Regions from separate parts of the Xenopus laevis genome. Here region 2 is linked to region 1. Evidence: chromatin contacts called from public Hi-C data. All regions are on one chromosome and are shown on one strand. The core of a region is the stretch at or near the end of the contact, and the rest is flanking DNA. Distances in the headings are between cores, read along the strand shown. Region 1 holds the start of hyal1.L (hyaluronidase-1). Region 2 has its middle 17 kb from the start of hyal2.L.

The links. A called contact is a pair of places that touch in the nucleus more often than the background predicts.
Region 2: a contact with region 1 is called in a Hi-C map of the XL177 cell line, with 4 times the contacts expected there. The contact joins the enhancer-like site here to the promoter of hyal1.L in region 1.

The regions. Positions count from the first base shown.
Region 1 is chr4L:126,006,415-126,012,627 of Xenopus_laevis_v10.1, reverse strand. hyal1.L (hyaluronidase-1) reads left to right here and starts at 2,453. Exons shown (of 3, transcript XM_018258969.2): 1 at 2,453-3,478; 2 at 5,187-5,276; 3 at 5,467-6,125. The coding sequence starts at 2,468. The coding sequence ends at 5,784.
Region 2 is chr4L:126,084,297-126,090,662 of Xenopus_laevis_v10.1, reverse strand. No RefSeq gene overlaps it. Among protein-coding and RNA genes, the nearest start is that of hyal2.L, 17 kb to the right of the region's middle. Within about 2 kb of position 3,877, at least 1 of the 7 cell types and tissues checked has an H3K27ac peak or open chromatin away from gene starts, as enhancers often do.

The DNA of each region.
Region 1 (6,213 bases), core at 1,204-3,703:
ATCCTGTGCTTGAATGGCTGCCCCCATGGCTAGACAGCAGCTTGTTTATATAAACTATAGTAGTACTTATCTGTTATCTACTGTGTATCCTGTGCTTGAATGGCTGCCCCCATGGCTACACAGCAGCTTGTTTATATAAACTATAGTAGTACTTATCTGTTATCTACTGTGTATCCTGTGCTTGAATGGCTGACCCCATGGCGACACAGCAGCTTGTTTATATAAACTATAGTAGTACTTATCTGTTATCTACTGAGTATCCTGTGCTTGAATGGCTGACCCCATGGCGACACAGCAGCTTCTTTATATAAACTATAGTAGTACTTATCTGTTATCTACTGTGTATCCTGTGCTTGAATGGGTGACCCCATGGCTACACAGCAGCTTGTTTATATAAACTATAGTAGTACTTATCTGTTATCTACTGTGTATCCTGTGCTTGAATGGCTGACCCCATGGCTACACAGCAGCTTGTTTATATAAACTATAGTAGTACTTATCTGTTATCTACTGTGTATCCTGTGCTTGAATGGCTGCCCCCATGGCTAGACAGCAGCTTGTTTATATAAACTATAGTAGTACTTATCTGTTATCTACTGTGTATCCTGTGCTTGAATGGCTGCCCCCATGGCTACACAGCAGCTTGTTTATATAAACTATAGTAGTACTTATCTGTTATCTACTGAGTATCCTGTGCTTGAATGGCTGACCCCATGGCGACACAGCAGCTTATTTATATAAACTATAGTAGTACTTATCTGTTATCTACTGTGTATCCTGTGCTTGAATGGCTGACCGCATGGCTACACAGCAGCTTGTTTATATAAACTATAGTAGTACTTATCTGTTATCTACTGTGTATCCTGTGCTTGAATGGCTGACCCCATGGCTGGACAGCAGCTTGTTTATATAAACTATAGTAGTACTTATCTGTTATCTACTGTGTATCCTGTGCTTGAATGGCTGCCCCCATGGCTAGACAGCAGCTTGTTTATATAAACTATAGTAGTACTTATCTGTTATCTACTGTGTATCCTGTGCTTGAATGGCTGCCCCCATGGCTACACAGCAGCTTGTTTATATAAACTATAGTAGTACTTATCTGTTATCTACTGTGTATCCTGTGCTTGAATGGCTGACCCCATGGCGACACAGCAGCTTGTTTATATAAACTATAGTAGTACTTATCTGTTATCTACTGAGTATCCTGTGCTTGAATGGCTGACCCCATGGCGACACAGCAGCTTCTTTATATAAACTATAGTAGTACTTATCTGTTATCTACTGTGTATCCTGTGCTTGATTGGCTGCCCCCATTGCTACACAGCAGCTTGTTAAATAAACTATAGTAGTACTTATCTGTTATCTACTGGGTATCCTGTGCTTGAATGGGTGACCCCATGGCTACACAGCAGCTTGTTTATATAAACTATAGTAGTACTTATCTGTTATCTACTGGGTATCCTGTGCTTGAATGGGTGATCCCATGGCTACACAGCAGCTTGTTTATATAAACTATAGTAGTACTTATCTGTTATCTACTGGGTATCCTGTGCTTGAATGGCTGACCCCATGGCTGGACAGCAGCTTGTTTATATAAACTATAGTAGTACTTATCTGTTATCTACTGTGTATCCTGTGCTTGAATGGCTGACCCCATGGCTGGACAGCAGCTTGTTTATATAAACTATAGTAGTACTTATCTGTTATCTACTGTGTATCCTGTGCTTGAATGGCTGCCCCCATGGCTAGACAGCAGCTTCTTTATATAAACTATAGTAGTACTTATCTGTTATCTACTGTGTATCCTGTGCTTGAATGGCTGCCCCCATGGCTAGACAGCAGCTTCTTTATATAAACTATAGTAGTACTTATCTGTTATCTACTGTGTATCCTGTGCTTGAATGGCTGACCCCATGGCTGGACAGCAGCTTGTTTATATAAACTATAGTAGTACTTATCTGTTATCTACTGTGTATCCTGTGCTTGAATGGCTGCCCCCATGGCTAGACAGCAGCTTCTTTATATAAACTATAGTAGTACTTATCTGTTATCTACTGGGTATCCTGTGCTTGAATGGCTGACCCCATGGCGACACAGCAGCTTATTTACATGAACTATAGTAATGTTACTGAAGCAAACACACGTCTGTTTTAAGTTAGAAATACAATATGTACTGTGCTAATGACAAGGTCCAAGCATTGCAGCATTGATGTTACACTATGGAAATGTTACACAGAAAATCAGAGGCACAAATGAGATACAAATATCCAGTGACACAGTAACTGCCCCAAAGTCTAGAGCAGAGGTTAAAGCCTGTACTAAACCTACATTACAAGTTGTCAGCCACGAGGATTAATAGTTGCAGCCGGTCCTGTGAAATGTTCGCTGCCTGTAGAATCCATTCTCGCTCCTGCCTGTTTGAATGTTCCGCTCAGTAATGGGTAATGCGCAATGGAGCGGTCACATGGTATGTGACGTCACGGAGGTCCCTTCCGAGGAAAGGAACAGCCGCTACCAAACTTGCAGCGACTGTTGCTGTTCCAGTTGGGATCGCGCTGCTTTAGTGGAAACAATGTCTCCCCGGGCTCACGCGTGGGCTACTTACTGTACAACTATAGTGCTGTCAGGGCTAGTGAGCTGCTTGGCTGCTGAGCTGCCGGTTCTGAAGGGCCGTCCCTTCGTGTCAGTATGGAATGCCCCCACCAGCCCGTGCCTGGATAGATTTGGGGTGACCCTTGACCTGAGCACTTTTGACATAGTGCTGAACCAGAACCACACGTTCCAGGGCTCGGAGGTGGTGATCTTCTACAGCTCCCAGTTGGGTCTCTACCCTTACTATGATCAGAGCCTGTCCCCTGTCAATGGGGGGCTGCCCCAGAATAACAGCCTCAAGGATCACCTGGACAAGGCCTTCATGGACCTGCTGGAAACCATCTCTGACCCGGCCTTTACTGGGGTCGCCGTGGTGGACTGGGAGAGCTGGCGGCCGCTGTGGGCGCGCAACTGGGATAAGATGAGGGTGTACCAGCAGAGTTCCCAAGATCTGGTGAAGGAGATCTACCCGGACTTACCCCCAGATGAAGTGTTAGAGTTGGCCAAGGCTGAGTTTGAAACGGCCGCCCGAAAAATAATGCAGTCCACCCTGGAACTGGGGCGAGAGCTAAGGCCCAATGGGCTCTGGGGATTTTATGGCTTCCCAGGTTGCTATAATTATGGCTACAAGAACTTTGGGCAGAATTACACAGGCAAATGTCCCATAGATGAAATACATAGAAATGACAACCTGACTTGGTTGTGGGAGGCCAGCCAGGCTCTGTACCCCGATATCTACCTGGAACAAGCGCTGAAGATGTCGGAAAACGTTGGGCCGTATGTGAAGTACAGGGTGCTGGAAGGAATTAGGGTGGCCAAGGACCTTCCTGTTCTGCCCTATGCACGTATAGTCTATACCTACAGCATGGACTTCCTTACCCAGGTAACACTCAGAAGCTCCATTGTGGGCTCCAGAGAGGAAGGGAGGGGTGCTTTGTCTTTTGGATTGCGCCGCTTATAGTAATAAGGCAAGAGTTATACACCAGCCATATAGAAGAAACCCCTTGCAAAAGTGGCCCCTGCACAGGTAGAGCATAGATAAAATAAGATAGAACTTAGCTTTCAGTCTAAACACTTGGGTGCTAAGGTTGGTGGTTACCAGTACCTTATGTTCCTATATCACCTGAACTTGGCATCTATCCCTCTCACTGACTAATCCTTATGTTATTACTGGGTTCTTATGCCCCTACTTCTGAGGATGTATCCAAAATAGTGAAGAAGACTCATGTCTTTCTTTACATTTTGATCTCACTCAGGATGACTTAGAATACTCGCATACACCAGCTATATCAGCTGTGGGGCTACCGTAAAGGGGTTGTTCGCCTTTAAATTAATTTTAGTATGACATAGAGAGTGATAGTCTGAGACAATTTGCAATTAGTTGTCGTTTTTGAGTTATTTAGCTTTTTATTCAGAAGCTTTCCAGTTTGCAATTTCAGCAATCTGGTTGCTGGGCTCCAAATTACCCTAGCAACCATGCACTGATATGAATGAGACTGGGGTATGAATACGAGAGGGCCTGAATAGAAAGATGATAACAATGCATTTGTAGCCTTACAGAGTAAATGTTTTTTAGCTGATGGGGTCAGTGACCCCGTTTGAAAGCTGGAAAGAGTCTGAAGTAGAAGGCAAATAATTAAAAGCTATAAAAAAAGAAAAAATTAAGGCCAATTGAAATGTTGCTTAAAATTAGCCAATCTATAACTTACTAAAAGTTAACTTAAAGGTGAAAACCCCCTTTAAGATGTCTCTATATGAACCCCTGTTACCCTTTAAAGGTTTTACTTTATACTTTACGTTATAACTTATAGGTTTTTACTTCCCTTATACAATATATTAGAACACTACATTTTTCAATAAACAGAGGTTCCCAAACCATAGAATGAGGGGGGGGGGGGCAATGCTGAAGCCAATAAGGGTGAAACTTGGGTCTTGGATATCAGAAGAGACATACTACGCTACTACTAGTATTCCCCACCATGTCAAGGGTTCAAGCCATGCTGGGAGCCTCAGTCCAGCAGCCAATGTATTCTTAAAGGAACACTCTTCGGCAGGTCCGGACTGAGAATTAAAATAGGCCCTGGCATTTCAGGTACACAGAGGCCAATCAGTCCACACAGAGGCCCAAACAGTAAATACTGACTTTCTATGGCACCTTATAGCAGCCCCTCTGGCATTTGCCAGAACTCACAGATTGCCAGTCCGGGCCTGCTCTTCGGTAAAGGTTTTTCCAAGGCCAGAGGTACAACTGGTGCAAGAGTATCTGCCAATGAGAAGCCTAGCCTGTTTACAATTTTTCTCTCTTCTTGATGTCACATGATCATGACGACAGCATTAAACAAGTTGCTCTATCTCTGAATACCTATACTTTATCATTGGGCAGATTAAGTACAGTGATCAGTTTTACCAGTGCAAGGCAACACTACATGACATTTTCATTACTTTAAAACACTTTCATTTTTTTGGTGTTACTGTTCTTTTAACTCAACAGAAATCTTTGCCTCGGTGTAGTTAAAGGAAGTTAAGTTCAGTTTTTTTTGCTGTCCCTTTAAATACAGACAGTGTTGTCTACTGTTGGTTGTGCATTTTAGGAGGATCTCATCCAGACAATAGGACAGAGCGCAGCCCTTGGTGCAGCTGGCGTCATCTTGTGGGGTAACGCAGACTACAGCAGGAGCAAGGTGAGAAATACAGTATATACTGCTTTGTAAAAATGCTTCTTCCTCTATATCTGTCTATGTCTGTGATTGTAGGACTGAGTTCTATGTCCAAAGATTTCAGTAATGTATGTTATCTTGTACCTCTCCCTTTCTGCATCATTGTGGGTAAAGGGCAAGTAATCACTGTGTTCTACTGTGTGTTCATTTGCAGGAGTCGTGTCTAGCAGTGAATTCCTACATCGATGAAACTCTGGGTCACTATCTGGTGAATGTCAGCAGTAGCGCCACCCTGTGCAGTAAAGCTGTGTGTGCAGGCAATGGGCGCTGTGTGAGGAGAGACCCCTCATCAGATTCGTATCTGCACCTGCACCCAGACAGTTTCAGGATCAAGAGGCACCCGCAGGGCAGAGGCTTTGTTGTGTCTGGGCAGGCCAGCAAGTGGGACATTGTGTATTTTGTGGAACACTTTCACTGTCGCTGTTATCCCGGTTGGGATGGGGAGGATTGCACACGGAGGATAATATTGTGACACTGCCAGAACTTAATGCACATGAAACTAAACATGGATCCTTCACATGAAACTAAACATGGATTGCCTTCGTACAGCCTAGTGCAACTCACCAACCTCTCTCTTACATTTCTGGACAGTCTGGATAGTCCATAGGATGGGCAGGATTTTGCACTGTGGAACATATGGGGGTGGGGGGTGTTATTAAAGGGATGGTTCACCTTTAAGTTATTTTTTAGTATGTTATAGAATGGCTTATTCTAAGCCTCTTTGCCTCCTCTGACTCTGCAGCTTTTAAATGGGGGCCACTGACCCTATCGAAAAAACAAATGCTCTGTAAGGGTAGAGACACACGTGGAGATTCAGGGAGATTAGTCGCCCGACAAATCAGCTTTTCTTCGGGCAACTAATCGCCCTGAACTGCCTTCCTGCCGGCTCTAATCTAAATCC
Region 2 (6,366 bases), core at 2,628-5,127, 77 kb before region 1:
AAACTCAGGAATCCATGGCTGCCAAAGGTGGCACCTTCAAATGGGGCCCATTCAGTATGTCCTTTCTCCGAGTAAGGGATAATTCTGTCAGCTGAAGTTAGAATAGACTGGAGGTGAGATATATGAGAAGTAAGTGGAGGGAAACGGTCTCAGTTACTTTGGTATTTTACTATTCATACATGCTTAGAATGACCCTTGCTATATAAATCACCTGTTAAAAGTAGTAAATGTTCAGTGAACTATAATTGTATATAATTGCATACAAATACAAGAGTCCTCTGCACTCTGCACTCAACCCATTATCAATATATTTAAGACAGAGACATTTTGTGCATACAGCTACTGAAAAATGCCTTACCCTTTAAAAAAAACAGGGATTGTTTGTCCATATATTGCAATATATTTAAGCTGGCCAACTACGTCAAAGTCATCCCATATCTGGCCAGTCCTATGCTCAATTTCCATCTGATTCATTAAGAATTCTATTGCTTCATTATACATTTTACAAAGGGACTAAGTTTTACCTGAGACTTACTCGCTGCTTTCAAAGCAGGGTGTAACTACAGAGGAAGCAGACCCTGCGGCTGCAGGGGGGCCCAGGAGGTACAGGGGGCCAATGAGGCTCTCATTGATGAGCAATTTGAACATATATTGGTAAAACAGGACAAACACTGGATATGTTGGGGGCCCTAAAATTAATTTGCTGTGGGGCCCAGCAGCATCTAGTTATGCCACTGTAAAACTCCCAAACTTGGCTGCCCTTTTATTAGACACCAGTGGGATCACCTGACTATAGCTGGGAAGGGTGGGAGCTACAACATGGAGCTGGTCACTGCTCCTGTATAAACTATAACAAACAAGGGAAAGTTGTGCTCACCACTAATTTTTAAAACCATTAGGCGGGGGTGCAATGAGGCTGTGACCACAAAATACATAAAGACACATACAAGAGTCCTCTGCACTCAACCCATTATCAATATATTTAAGACATAGACATTTTGTGCAGACTGCTACTGAAAAATGCCTAGTTTGGGAGTTTTACTTTGAAAGCAGCTAGTAAGTTGCAGGTAAAACTTAGTCCCTTAGTTCCTTACCCTTCTGCTCCATTGAATTACCCAGCTATCCATGGCCTCACTCTATTCACTGTCCTCTTTTATCTCTTCCCTTCTCATTCTGCAGAGTTACCCCCATACTCAGGCCCGGATTTGTGAAGAGGCCACCAAGGCCCGGGCCTAGAGTGGCAGAATTTCAAGGGGGCGGCATGCCACACAACCACACCCACATTTGTTCAGAAACACTGGGGATGTGCAGGAGATACAATAGTTTCCCATGCACCAATACCCATTGCTGTGGTCCTGATGATGAAAATTTTAACTTATAAAAGGGAGAGGACAAGGGCGACAAACGACAGTGGGCCTAGGGGAGCCCGCTATGTAAATCCAGCCCTGTCCACACTCACCTCTACTTCTCTAATAACCATCTGCCTCACTCTATATATATATATAGAAATATCTATAATATTGTGATATATACTTTTGCACCTCACCCCCTATCCTGCTCCTGTCCTGTATCCACCTCATTGTTTATTTTATTGGATGACTCTTATCTTTTAATCCTCCTGCCACTCTAGGGACAAAGCAGCTTTCCCCTAGATTGAAATAGAATATACTGTATATGTAGATTCTATACTAGTGACATTTCGTTGTGCACAATCTCTTCCTGTTGTTGTTACTCTACTTTATGTACAGTAGAACCCCCATTTTACATTTTTCAGGGGACCAGAAAAAATGGTGTAAACTCAGGGAATTCTAATATGCATTATATATTGGTGGGGCCACAAAAAATAGTATAACATATGGAAAAACTTAAAATGAAGGTATGTAAAATGGAGGCTTCACTGTCTGTATCCAGCTGCAACTAGAGGGAATAACATTCTAAAAAGTGCTGTCCTGACAAACATGGAGTTTGTGTCACTAATATAATGACAATGCTATACATGTGCAACAATTACTACTTTATATATTTATAGAAAAGCTGTTGTATATGGGAAATAGTAATTTGTGTAATATATTTTTTTTCTTGCCCCGCCTGGAAATTTTCCTGCGGACACCCTTGCATCACACACATATAAAACGTTATAGCTAACAATTCTCTCTATACTATATATTAATCCCATAGTCACAAGCCCTTCCCCAGTGTTCTTATCCTCACAGCTACAGGCACCATTGCCCTACTGTTATTCTCATGGCTGCTATGGCATCATCTCTCCCTACTATACCTGCTATCCCACAGTCACACTCCCTTCCCAGAGACTATTACCCCACTGTTACTATAGGCACCATCTCTCCCTACTATGCCTGCTATCCCACAGTCACACTCCCTTCCCAGAGACTATTATCCCACTGTTACTATAGGCACCATCTCTCCCTACTATGCCTGCTATCCCACAGTCACACTCCCTTCCCAGAGACTATTATCCCACTGTTACTATAGGCACCATCTCTCCCTACTATACCTGCTATCCCACAGTCACACTCCCTTCCCAGAGACTATTACCCCACTGTTACTATAGGCACCATCTCTCCCTACTATGCCTGCTATCCCACAGTCACACTCCCTTCCCAGAGACTATTATCCCACTGTTACTATAGGCAACATCTCTCCCTACTATACCTGCTATCCCACAGTCACACTCCCTTCCCAGAGACTATTATCCACTGTTACTATAGGCACCATCTCTCCCTACTATACCTGCTATCCCGCAGTCACAGTCCCTTCCCAGAGACTTTTATCCCACTGTTACTATAGGCACCATCTCTCCCTACTATACCTGCTATCCCACAGTCACAGTCCCTTCCCAGAGACTGTTATCCCACTGTTACTATAGACACCATCTCTCCCTACTATATCTGCTATCCCACAGTCACAGTCCCTTCCCAGAGACTATTATCCCACTGTTACTATAGGCACCATCTCTCCGTACTATACCTGCTATCCCACAGTCACAGTCCCTTTCAGGAGACTATTATCCCACTGTTACTATAGACACCATCTCTCCCTACTATACCTGCTATCCCACAGTCACATTCCCTTCCCAGAGACTATTATCCCACTGTTACTATAGGCACCATCTCTCCCTACTATACCTGCTATCCCACAATCACACTCCCTTCCCAGAGACTATTATCCCACTGTTACTATAGACACCATCTCTCCCTACTATACCTGCTATCCCACAGTCACACTCCCTTCCCAGAGACAATTATTTCACTGTTACAATAGACACCATCTCTCCCTACTATACCTGCTATCCCACAGTCAAACTCCATTCCCAGTGACTATTATCCCACTGCTACTATAGGCACCATCTCTCCCTACTATACCTGCTTTTACAATCACAATTCCTTCCCAGAACTGCTACAGGTATCATCTCACTATTCTAATCCACAATCCTGACTGAAACAATAGGCACTACTGCTCTGACTGGAAGATCAAGAGAAGTGTATGTAGTATATTCAGTGGCATACTTACAAGGTGACCAGACCTCTGTCCATTTATAAACTTTGATGAGGGTCTGAGGACTCTGGATAACTAGACTTTCACACACTCTTAGTCAACGGCAGATTTGCATGGACCTGGGCAGTCACCCTTTCTGCATTGACACCCCCTGGGTGCTGCCGGCATATTACAGTTCTGTACATATTTTCTCCCTGCATAAAAACATCAGTTCTCTGACATTTGGCTAGGAAGCTCAATACTAAGCAGGATTGCTAGAAAGTAGAATTATTATTATTTACAGTATGTTTTACTTGGCTCTGACCTGTTAGTGGCAGTAGAAACCAGAGCATGCGGTGAATGCATTGCGCACCCCATCCCACTTAGAAATAGCACACAGTTTGGAAAGGCCTGGGCTATGTCTGCCCACATGAGACATGTTTCATTAATCTGTGATACTGGAATCACAAGGCATTGCTCTGAGAGTGAAATGGTTAACAGCAACACACAAACAAACACAAGTCTGATATCTGACAGTTGTTCCTGTCGTTCCCAGAACAGGCCATATTTCCTCTCCTGCTGCCAAACCTGAGTTCAGTGGAAGAGGGAGGGTAGTAATGAGTAATGATACAGAGGAAAGCATGAATAGTTAGTCTCGGGCCCTCCAGATGTTGTTGAACTACATCTTTACAGCCTGCAGGTTGCACATCCCGTCTCAGGATGTTTGGATGGAAGTGTGGTTATGGGGTCCATGGAAATGAGGTGAGCAACAAGCAAATACTCATTATGAAAGATGGAATGAGACTGAGGGCTGAATCATAGACAGGTATCCAATGCTGAGAGAGTGGCTAGTGATTGAAGCATAGCAAATATGTGCAACAAATGGAGTGCAAATTCAAATGGAGTGCAAATTCACAGAATCAACGTGTATCTTGCTATGGTTGCACCAACGACGTAACTACAGAAGAAGCAGTCCCTGCAGCTGCAGGGGGCCCCCAGGAAGTGTAGGAGCCCCAAAAGCAGTAAAATATGGTGCCAACATAATCAGGGCTGATCCTATCAAATGTGGGGCCCAATTGGGACCATGTTGGCGGGGCCCCTAGACAAAGTGTTGCTGGCTACTGACACACCAAGTATTTAGGAAAATAAGGGCATACAGGCACAAAATAGAAAGAAAAGGGGCAGACAAGGTAAGAGAGTAAGAGGGATGAAATAGGGGCACACAGGGTAAGAGAGAGAGGGAGGAAATAGGAGAGTGGACTGGGCCAATTAGTTTGGGGCAGGCTGGGCCAATTCAGCTTGGGAGCAGGCTTGTTGGATTGGGGGCAGGCAGGGCCTATCAAGGTTGGAGGAAAGCTGGGCCTATGAGAGTTGGGGGCTCACTAGACCTATGGATTTGGGTTGATAGGCTGGCTTATCAGAGTTGGGGGTGGGCTGGACCTATGGATTTGGGGATGGGCTGGACTCTCAAAGTTGGGGGCAGGCCAGGCAGCATCATGTGCTGAGGGAAATATTATCTGTGCTGCCCTGTGGTGCGGGGCCCCCAGAGGTGCGGGGCCCTATTGGGCCCAATTGGTCCAATAGGCCTAAGGCCGGCCCTGAACATAATATTTACTGTCCTACATCTCTCTTTGCAAATTGCCCATGTAGCTGCACTGTACAGTCCAATTTCCGAAAAGAAATCTCTGCCACTTAAGAAACGGTGGCAATTTCATTACATATTTACTGCAAAGTGCCTAGTATGTTTGAGGGTGCATAGAGGAATCCAAATACATCAGCAACGCAGCTACTAAAAGGGAGGGTGGGCTCTGGGCTGCTGTAAATATTTTATAGTGCCCCACACGGTGTACAAAGGGTACGTCTTAGCCATTTTGGTACCTGCAACATTATTAAAAGGTATGGGACCTGTTATCCAGAATGCTCGTGACCTGGGGTTTTCCAGGTAATGGATCTTTCCGTAATTTGGATCTTCATACCTTAGGCCTACTAGAAAATCATATAAACATTCAATAAACCCAATAGGCTGCTTTTGCTTCCAATAAGGATTAATTATATCAGCAAATAGTATGGATCAGTCTAGTATAGTGGTTTGCAAACTAAAGCTGGCCACAGACGCAAAGATCCCCATCTCCCGACCTGCCACTAACCATTCAGATCAAATAAAGTACAAAAGAACAGATCAGCCGATGTTCTGCCCCTGACACCAATCGTACGAAAGTTATGTCCGACAAAGCTAGTGAAAATCGTATAATCGGCAATACACGCAGAGATATTATCGTCAGCCGACAGAAAACTTTTAAAGGAAAACTATACCCCCAAAATGAACACTTAAGCAACAGATAGTTCATATCATATTAAGTTACCAAACTGGAATATATATTTAAGTAAATATTGCCCTTTTACATCTCTTGCCTTGAGCCACCATTTCGTGATGGTCTCTGTGCTGCCTCAGAGATCACCTGACCAGAAATACTTCAACTCTAACTGTAACAGGAAGAAGTGTGGAAGCAAAAGACACAACTCTGTCTGTTAATTGGCTCATGTGACCTAACATGTATGGTTTGTTGGTATGTTTGTGAGTACAGTGAATCCTACGATCCCAGGGGGCGGCCCTTATTTTTTAAAATGGCAATTTTCTATTTATGATTACCCAATGGCACATACTGCTAGAAAATTATATTATTATGAAAATGGTTTATTTACATGAAGCAGGATTTTACATATGAGCTGTTTTATGCAATATCTTTTTATAGAGACCTACATTGTTTGGGGGGTATAGTTTTCCTTTAACCTGTCTGATCGACCAAACTACCGATCTCCGCCGGAAGAAAAATGTCAGGACTCTCCACACACGCTCCTGAAAATCGTACG